Linked DNA regions of Anser cygnoides: region 2 is linked to region 1. A link is a contact called in public Hi-C data. All regions are on one chromosome and are shown on one strand. The core of a region is the stretch at or near the end of the contact, and the rest is flanking DNA. Distances in the headings are between cores, read along the strand shown.

The links. Hi-C and Micro-C count contacts between places; a contact is called where the count stands out from the background.
Region 2: a Hi-C map of liver shows a contact between it and region 1, with 9 times the contacts expected there. The contact joins the promoter of CYFIP1 here to the promoter of LOC106035704 in region 1. A contact is called at or near these places in 2 of 7 Hi-C or Micro-C datasets (both in liver).

The regions. Positions count from the first base shown.
Region 1 is chr1:139,514,841-139,519,463 of Taihu_goose_T2T_genome, forward strand. LOC106035704 (cohesin subunit SA-2-like) reads right to left here and starts at 1,503. Exons shown (of 31, transcript XM_066983138.1): 1 at 1,374-1,503; 2 at 931-1,087. The coding sequence starts at 974. It overlaps GTPBP6 (GTP binding protein 6 (putative)), which reads left to right and starts at 1,485. Exons shown (of 10, transcript XM_048051173.2): 1 at 1,485-2,001; 2 at 3,166-3,303; 3 at 3,740-3,810. The coding sequence starts at 1,620.
Region 2 is chr1:139,840,017-139,844,538 of Taihu_goose_T2T_genome, forward strand. CYFIP1 (cytoplasmic FMR1 interacting protein 1) reads left to right here and starts at 2,312. Exons shown (of 31, transcript XM_013180689.3): 1 at 2,312-2,333.

The DNA.
Region 1 (4,623 bases), core at 253-2,752:
AAGCAACAAAAATCACCCAACAATAAGAAGCTCAGCTAAACAATTGCCAGGCACCTACCTGTCACGTTTGAAACTAAAAGGTTTTCTTCAGATGAAACATTTGGGAAAGGACATTTGGCAAGCTACACTGATTGTCATCATGGCCTACAAGGAAAGCACCTCTTAGAGCCTGACAAAGCAAAAGACCTGGTGCACACTTGCTTGAAGGTGACGAGTTGAGGAAAGACCAGGCTACAATGAGCTCAAAGCTAGCAAGACTAGATATCTAAGAAGTTTCACTCTTCAAAACTACACAAGATATGCTCAAATTTAGTAACTTAATTATTTATTTGTATCTGCTCTTTCTCCTTACCTATCCCATTCTATAAACAGTATGAATGCATTTGATTTATAGATCGCCTCAACTGATGACTGAAAACACAGCCTCTGAAGGGGGAAGACTTGACATACCCCTGATGAAAGCAGCTCTGGAGAAGCACATCCTCTCCCCCTGCTCTAAGGCAACAAGGAATATGCAATGCCAACAGATAGGCTACAGATAACTTGGTACTCTTCCCTCTCAGCACCTTAAATCTGTCACTGGAGTGAACACACCCACTCAGACTATAAATCTGCCCATTTTTATTCAAACTAGGTTCACTTGCACAGTAGTGAACAGGGCACAGAGAAGCTTGTAAGGCCAACCTCCCTGCACATCAGCATAAAGCAACATTTAGAAGATGCTAAACAATACATGAAAGGGAAAGGAAACAAAATGCAGAGGTTGGTAACAAGACACAGCCAATCCCCTTTATCTTCCCTCCCACCCTATTTGACACGTTCATTCCCCCACTTATCTGCAGGACACAGATTTAAGGGACAGCGCCCGAATTTACCCCAAAATAAATAAATAAATAAATAAATAAATAAATAAGCGGCGCCAGGTCTTACTTTTGGCTGGGAAGGCTGCTGGCTGCGTTGGGCTCGGCTATCATTTCCACTACATTATTTCGGCAGCGCTGGCAGCAAGCTGAGAGGGGGCTCCTGAGGAAACTTCACCGCGGCGGGGCTCCGAAACCCGCGATCACACGGCGGCGGGCCGAGCGGGCTGTCAGGAGGAGAGAAGAGGGCGAGATAATTACGGAGCCACTCACTAAAGCCCCTCACGGCCGGCCGGGGGGAATTAATTCCGTCAGGGAAGCGGGGGAGGGGGGGGGGCGGGGGGGAAGCGGGGGAGGGGGGGGGGGGGCGGGGGGGAAGCTGCCCGGACCCCCCCCCTCCCTCAGGGCCCTTCCGAGGGCGGCGGGCGCGGCCCTGGCGGCTCTGAGGGGACGGAGGAGGAGGAGGAGGAGGAGGAGGAAGAAGGCTCCGCGGACGCGCGCCGCCCCGCTCACCTGCCTGTGAGGGGATGTGGGGGGGGAGGGGCACGGGCACGGGGACGCGCACTCCAACGGTCGATCGCGCGCTCGCGCCGCCGGCTCCCTGCTCCCGCCCGCCGTCAATCACGGCGGCCCCCCGGCCTATCAGCGGCGGGGATCGCTGCCGCCAGGGGGCGGGCCGAGGCGCGCGCTTTGCCCCGCCGCCTCGCGGCCGCCGTAACGGCCGTAACGGTCCCGCCCCGCGCTGAGGGGGGCAGCGCCATGGGGCCCGGCCGCCTCCTGCGGCCGATGCTGCGCTGCTGCCGGGCGGCCACCGCGGCGGCGCCTCCTCCTCCTCCTCCTCCTCCTCGGGGGGCGGCGGCTCTGAGGGGGCCGCTCAGCGCCGCGCTCCGCCGCTGGGCGCCTCAGCGGCCGCCGGACAGGGGCGAGCCGCCGCGGGCGGGCAGCGGGGGGCGAGGGGCGGGCGGTGACGACGACGACGACGACGACAACGATGATGGAGAGGAAGATGAGGAGGAGGAAGATGAGGGTGTGGAGGAGCTGCTGGGCCCCTCGCCGCTCGGCCCGCTGCCCGGCGCGCAGCGGGTGGCGGTGGTGCAGCCGGCGGTCCGCTGGGGGCCGAAGAAGCCGCAGCTCACCACCGGTGGGTGGGCGGGAGGGGGCAGCCCCGGGCCCGGTGTCAGCCCTGCTCATTGCTGGGGGCACCCCCAGCCCCGTTATTAGCCCTGATAATTCCTGGGGACACCCCCGGTCCGTTTATTATCCTTGCTCGTTACAACACGTTACCCCTTCACAGAACAAAATGGTTAACTTTTCAGACTTTGTGTAAGCCTTCCCGTTTTGCAAGCGGGAAAAATTATGAAAGCACTCGTCTGACCAAAAAAAGTACTTGAGAACAGCAGTGAGCCCTTTCCATCTGTTCAGGCCCTCCAGATGAAGAGCCCGAAGTCTAAGGAAACGATTTGGGGTGAATGCTGAAATGCCAGAGTTACAACAGAAAAATGAGCACTTTATGAGGAACGCTATCGATAGGATGAGAAAGAGGATCATGGTTATGATTAAAAATATATTACCTTTTGGACCTCTTTAATACATCAAATGTGTTTTCCTATCTAGAGAAACATGATGAAGCTCCTATGGAATGAGGATCTTCTGTCTGGCAAATCAAAACTGGATCTACCGATCTGATTTGCCCTTGTAGCCCTCGTGATTTCATGAAATCCTCATAAATCAGTGCTTTGCCATGTAGATGCTTTAAAAAAAATACCAACTAATGAAGCAGATTGAAATCTGTGTCTTTAGCAAGTCAGAAGCCAGTGTAGGTCCTTGATAAGAGTAGGTACCAGTGGTAAGAAGCAGGGTATGCAGTATTAGTAGTTCTTTACATATTTCCACAAAACACTGAGGGATTAATCCTGTGGCCTTGTGCTCATCCAAAATAACAGTTTAATCTAAAGCTAGTTAATCATTTTATTTTTTAAGAATAAAGTACAGCGTAGAGGCAAAGAGGTGAGTAATTTATTGACCATACAATTGAGAATTCAAAATCAAGAACCATAAAAATAATTTGTACTGGCAGAAAGATGCTTTGGTGTAGTAAAATTACATCGAATAGGAGTTTAATTATTCTGATTAGAGGTAAGGCATTTTGCACCTTATGCTGCTCGTTAAACAAATGGACCTGTAGAATTTAAGTGAAGCATAGTTGTTCCCTGGTCACACATGTCGTGTAGTTACTGGCAATTTGAGCAGTTGATATATTATAATCTTTTTTTTTTTCTTTTTCTGTGTGTGTGTGTCTCTAAAGCTGAATTACAGATTGCTGAAGCCGTTGCTCTCGTAAATACCCTTCCGAACTGGACTGTTTTAGATAAAATAATTATTCCTACAAAAAATCCTGACAAGAAGTTCGTTTTTGGCAAAGGAAACTTTGATGTTTTGACAGGTAAGGACTGAGGTTTGTCAGGACAGCATCTTTCAGAAAGGAAAGCTTCTGCAGCTGGAAACTATTTAAGGATAGCTATAAAAGTTGAAAAGAGGTAAAGGTTTTATTAATCCATCAAATAGGTTTACAGACAAACTTCAAAGATATTTTTTTTCAAGGTAACAAAAACAACACAGGATAGAAAAAAAACATGTTCATTTGAAATGTGTGGGGCACCTTAATCGCTGTTTAAGTGATTGACGTAAAAGAAACTGGCAGCTGTTTTTGACATAGTATGAAATTAGCGTGAATACGGCTGTTCTGTGGACAAAGAATATGATGCCATTTGGTATTTTATGAGCACTGTGCTCAGTGCAAAATGGTTTTGTATTCTGTATATTTTAAAAAGAGAATTGACATTTAACACTGCATTTTGTAACGGTTATCCGTCTTCTAGAAAAGATTAAAAAATTGCCCCATGTGACAGCTGTCTTCTTGAATGTGGAAAGAGTATCTTCAATAACAAAGGTAATTTAATATCAAATCATATTCTTTATATCCATATTATTTAGAAGATCTTGATGCTATCGGAAGGAGGGTTGGTTATGACTCTGAATTCGCAAATGATAATATATGAAGCCAGCTGAACTGAGTTTTTCTGAAAGGAAACTTTAATTCCTGTTATATTTGTCCAGCTGATATAAGTGTATCCAGCTGTCATGCATGAAGTTTTCCTGCAGCCTTATAGCCTTTTAGTATAGACTGTGCTTGCACATTTGCCACTGGCTGTACTTAAAATGTTGGAGAAACTTCTCGGATCTTATTCACAAAAGGGAGGTGATAACATAGCTTTTGTTGTGAAGGAATGTCAAGATTTTGGATTACATACATGCACGGGTTTCCATACCTCTATGAATTCTATATGTTTTTTCTATAGTGCTATGTCTGCTGTATTGGATTTTGAATATGAGGTATAAATTCAGAGCAAATCTGTATATATTTTTTTGTATTTTTAAACTTTCATTCCTAATCCTTACAAAGAAAATGTATTTTACAAAGATAGATTGCTTGAGGGCAGAAGCATGCTTCGCTTTTTTTTTAAACGCATTGGCAGTAAAATAACTGGCATGTGAACTATAGATGCCCTTTGGCATGTTTAGGCAAACTGAAATAAATACTTCTTAGCTTTTTTGCATGGGCAGTGTCAAACGGTGTAAAGTGCAAACTCTGCAAGCAAACATCAATGCTTTGCAGGCAGTTTTGAATGTTTTCCCTGGATTATAAAATTATCAGAGGTATATATATCCAATAGTTATCTTGAGCACTTCAATTTATTGATTA
Region 2 (4,522 bases), core at 1,062-3,561, 330 kb after region 1:
CAAAGGGTTATGGTAAATGGGGCTGCGTCAGGCTGGCGGGCGGTCACCAGTGGTGTCCCTCAAGGCTCCATTTTAGGGCCGGTACTTTTCAATATTTTTATAAACGATCTGGATGTAGGAATAGAAGGTATTTTGAGCAAGTTTGCTGATGACACCAAACTTGGAGGAGTTGTGGACTCGAATGAGGGTGGAAAGGCCTTGCAGAGGGATCTGGATAGGTTAGAGAGCTGGGCGATCACCAACCGCATGAAGTTCAATAAGAGCAAGTGCCGGGTCCTGCACCTGGGACGGGGAAACCCTGGCTGCACGTACAGACTGGGCGATGAGACGCTAGAGAGCAGCCTAGAAGAGAGGGATCTGGGGGTTGTGGCTGACAGCAAGTTGAACATGAGCCAGCAGTGTGCCCTGGCAGCCAGGAGGGCCAACCGTGTCCTGGGGTGCATCAAGCACGGCATCGCTAGTAGGTCAAGGGAGGTGATTGTCCCGCTCTACTCTGCGCTGGTGCGGCCTCACCTCGAGTACTGTGTGCAGTTCTGGGCACCACAGTATAAAAAGGACATGAAACTGTTGGAGAGTGTCCAGAGGAGGGCTACAAAGATGGTGAAAGGCCTGGAGGGGAAGACGTACGAGGAACGGCTGAGGTCACTGGGCCTGTTCAGCCTGGAGAAGAGGAGGCTGAGGGGAGACCTCATCACAGTCTACAGCTTCCTCGTAAGGGGGTGTCGAGAGGCAGGAGACCTTTTCTCCATTAACACCAGTGACAGGACCCGCGGGAACGGGGTTAAGCTGAGGCAGGGGAAATTTAGGCTCGACATCAGGAGGGGGTTCTTCACAGAGAGGGTGGTTGCACACTGGAACAGGCTCCCCAGGGAAGTGGTCACTGCACCGAGCCTGTCTGAATTTAAGAAGAGATTGGACTGTGCACTTAGTCACATGGTCTGAACTTTTGGGTAGACCTGTGCGGTATCAAGAGTTGGACTTGATGATCCTTAAGGGTCCCTTCCAACTCTATGATTCTATGATTCTAAGACAAAGCTGTTGTCAATTTGCACTCACCCAGGACACGGAAACTAAAGCAATCCTGCATTATAAAGGTGAGTTGTTCTTTAACAACTTTAACTTCTATTTTAACAACATTGCCCCAAGAGTGGTTTGTAGAAGAGAGTGTAGTATCAGCCAGAAACTGAAGCATCTCACTCTCGTTGTCTTCTACAGTTCTCACTGACCTGGGTTTAGGAGCTAGGCTGATCAGGAACTGTGATGGGTGAAATTCGTTCATTTGATACATGCACTCAGAGTACATCATGGAAACATACAGACAGAGAAGCAGCGGCAGCCCCATCCTAGAAAAGAAACGTGCATAGATGAATAGACTAGCACTGAATGCAGCACTGGAAAAAATAGGACTCTGGAGATATGACAGTAACACGGTGAAACGGTAGTAATAACATTTTGAAATGATGCGTAATTTCTCCACAGGCTGTTGGAATTGATCATGTGGAATGGGTGGAATAATGTGATGAGACGGTACTTGAAGTGATGATAATTACGGGGCTCAGCAACTTATTCCCACTTTCCGAAGGCTTCCTTGTAGATGATATTGCAAAAAAAAAAAAAAAAATGAAAAAAGCTGTTTAAGGAAACTTAGTACAGTGGGAAGTCATTTGGGGAAAAAAAAATCAAGTAAAGGAATAATTAATTGTTCTCAGCACAAAAACCCAGTAGTGACAGTGTCCTACTAACAGCTGTTAGAAGCAAAGACATAAAAGTGCTTGCTACAGCAATGCTGTGCAGTTTGCTAATGCTTGCAGAAACTTTTCAAGAGTAAATGTTGGATGCAACTCACAGTAGTCACACCAAAAGCAAATAGGCTTTGAGGAAAAATCAAAATTGTTTGGAAGTTTCCAAGCTCTACGTTGTCAGTAACTCGTATATATATACGGTATTGCATTCTGCCTACCCTAAAATAGCAATTTTGACAAACTTTAATGAAGCAGTTTCATGTTATGATAGAGCATCTATGTTCATTTGATGAATCTTGAAGAACCAGAACTCGAAATGGGAGAACGTGAAGTGGAAAAAAACGTAAGCAGCTTTTAAAATGAGCAAGTCCACCGTGCGTTTTACAGAAAAAACACAGCAGGGAGGTTGTCGCCACCCAGCGAAAATCGCTGTTCTGGGTTTTCCTGCTTTTAGTTCCCAGTAGCCGGGGCGTTTCAGCCGGGACGAGGGCCGTACGTGAGCACCACCTAGAGGAAATATCCTTAAGGGGTTTTCTGGTGCCTCCCCTCTCATTCTTTCAGGTCCGATCCTTGACCCTTACTGCCGAAGAGGTAAAGTGGAAGGAGAAAAAAAGAAACCGAGGCGTTGATTTTACACACGGGGGGGCCGGGGGGTGGCCCAGGCTCTCCCTTTGAGTATGGCCCCGAGGCGGGCGCTGCCTTTTTGTGTGTAAACACAACAGAAGCTCCAGCCAACACCCTCATCTCGTCAGGGGAGGCCGAACCGGAGGGCCGGGCAGGGAGAAAGGGCCGCGGCGGCGGGACGAGGAGGAGGAGGAGGAGGAGCTGGAGCGGCAGGAAGGGTGTTTCCCTGCGCGGCTCCCGCTCCCGGTGACTCAGGCAGGAAACTCCCCGCCCGGCGCGGCCCAGGAGCGGAGCCGCCCGCCTGAAGCCCCCCTCTCGGCCCCCCGGAGCCGGGCCGGGCCCCCCGGAGCCGGCAGCGCCCAGCGGGTGAGAGCGGTGGCGGCGGCGGAGCCTCCCCGGGCTGCGGACCGGGGGCGGCCCCGGGCTGCGGGCCCCGGCGGCGGCGCCTCGGGTGCGGCCTCGCCCCCTGCCCGGCTTACGGGCGCCGTGCCCCTTCCACCCGCGGCGGGAGGTGGCCTCGTTTGGGGGCTTTTAGTTTATTTTACTTTATTTTCGCGGCGTCCCCGTTTCTCGTAGTGCGGCGGGCCGCGCCTGCTGCTCGCGGGTGGGCGCCTAAAAGCCGGCCTTTTCCTCGCTTAGTGCAGAAAGTCCAAATTCTCGCCTCGGCGACCGTGATCCGTCGTGAGGGCTCGGGTTTTGCTTCCTGGGCTGTCCCCTAGCGGGTTGGGTGGGGGAAACCCCTCAGGAGCAAGCAAAAATCGTGTGTAAGTCCACCCTGCTCTTCCCATCAAGGGGGCGATCCCGTCGGTCTGCAGCCATAGGGTAGGGCTTTTGGGGAAGTCGAGCTTTATCCAGTTAAAGGAGTGATGTGTCAGTGAAAACAGCGGCATAAAGGGGTTGCTGGGTGGTGGCGTGCTGCTCTTGGACATCTTGTACACACCTCAGATGTGTTTCTGACAGACGGGGACTGAAACGCATTTCATCCCTTCGAGTATTTCTTTCACCCCATGAGGTGTTCCTCCAGCTCCTCAGCAGCTCCGTGAAGCGTCTGTACCTTTCGGTAAGCTCTCGCTGCCTTGCTTTTTTATTCCTGCGCCGTCTGATGGTAGGTTTGAGTGGCATTTAGACATGTAAATTGTTATTTATGCCAGGGAGACGTGCTACAGGAAAGTCGTCTTGGAGCCTGCCCGGAGTGGTGGCTCCCCTTTCGGGGAGGAAAGCTGCCTGGAAGGGTTTCTCCTTAATTACGCGGTCCTACAGCACGCTGCTGTAAACTGTGGGAGATGCAAAGCTTAGGTTAGGCTCTCTAATGAGCGAGGTCCTTATTGCATTCCCATTATTTGTCACAATTGTATTAACTTACTGAAAACTTCCACGTGCGGTGTCCCTGGTTAGTGTGTTTTTCAGAGCGGAGCTTCTAATAATACCCTAAGATAACTTTTTGTTTCCCGCATTACGTTGGTATCAGTTGCGTGTGTACAAACAGCTTTATGCACAGGCTGAGTCGGTACGCTCTGTGCTCAAAGCCGTGCTGCCAGTCCTCACAAAGGTTCTTGCTTCTTAGTTTTACCTAACTCCTGCTTTTTACCCTTTCAGAAACTCTTCTTGTCTCTTTCCTCCTGACCTAATGTAAAAGACTTTTTAGCATTCCCAAACAACTGGTCCGTGAAGCCTGGCTGGTACGGGCAGCCAGCGTTGCTGTGGCTGCCCAGAAGGAGGAGGAGGAGGAAGAGATATTTGGAAACAGCCTGCAGAATATCGGGGTACAGCAGGAAGGCTCAAGTGCAGCAGCATCAAAGCTTGCTCGAGGAAATGTGCAGTTCAATTTTTTTTTTTCCTTTAAAGGGTAATGATGCAATTGATAGAATATCCCTGTAATTTCTAGTTTTCAGATTGTTGCACCGGATTTTTTTCCCTTAATTTTAAATGAAAAACCTCCTAGAGTCTTAAACAAACCAAAACCAACTCCAAACAACAACAAAAACAAACAAAAACCAACCCAGGGCCTCCCCTGAACTTCATCACTGATGAAGAAGTGTAAGACCGCGTTGTTTGCAGACCTTGGGTTTGGTCAGCTCTTGTTCAGGGTGATGAGGTGGAGAGTGGAGCAGTGTTTGAGATGTGTTCAGACCTCTTCTAACTGAGGTCTGAATATT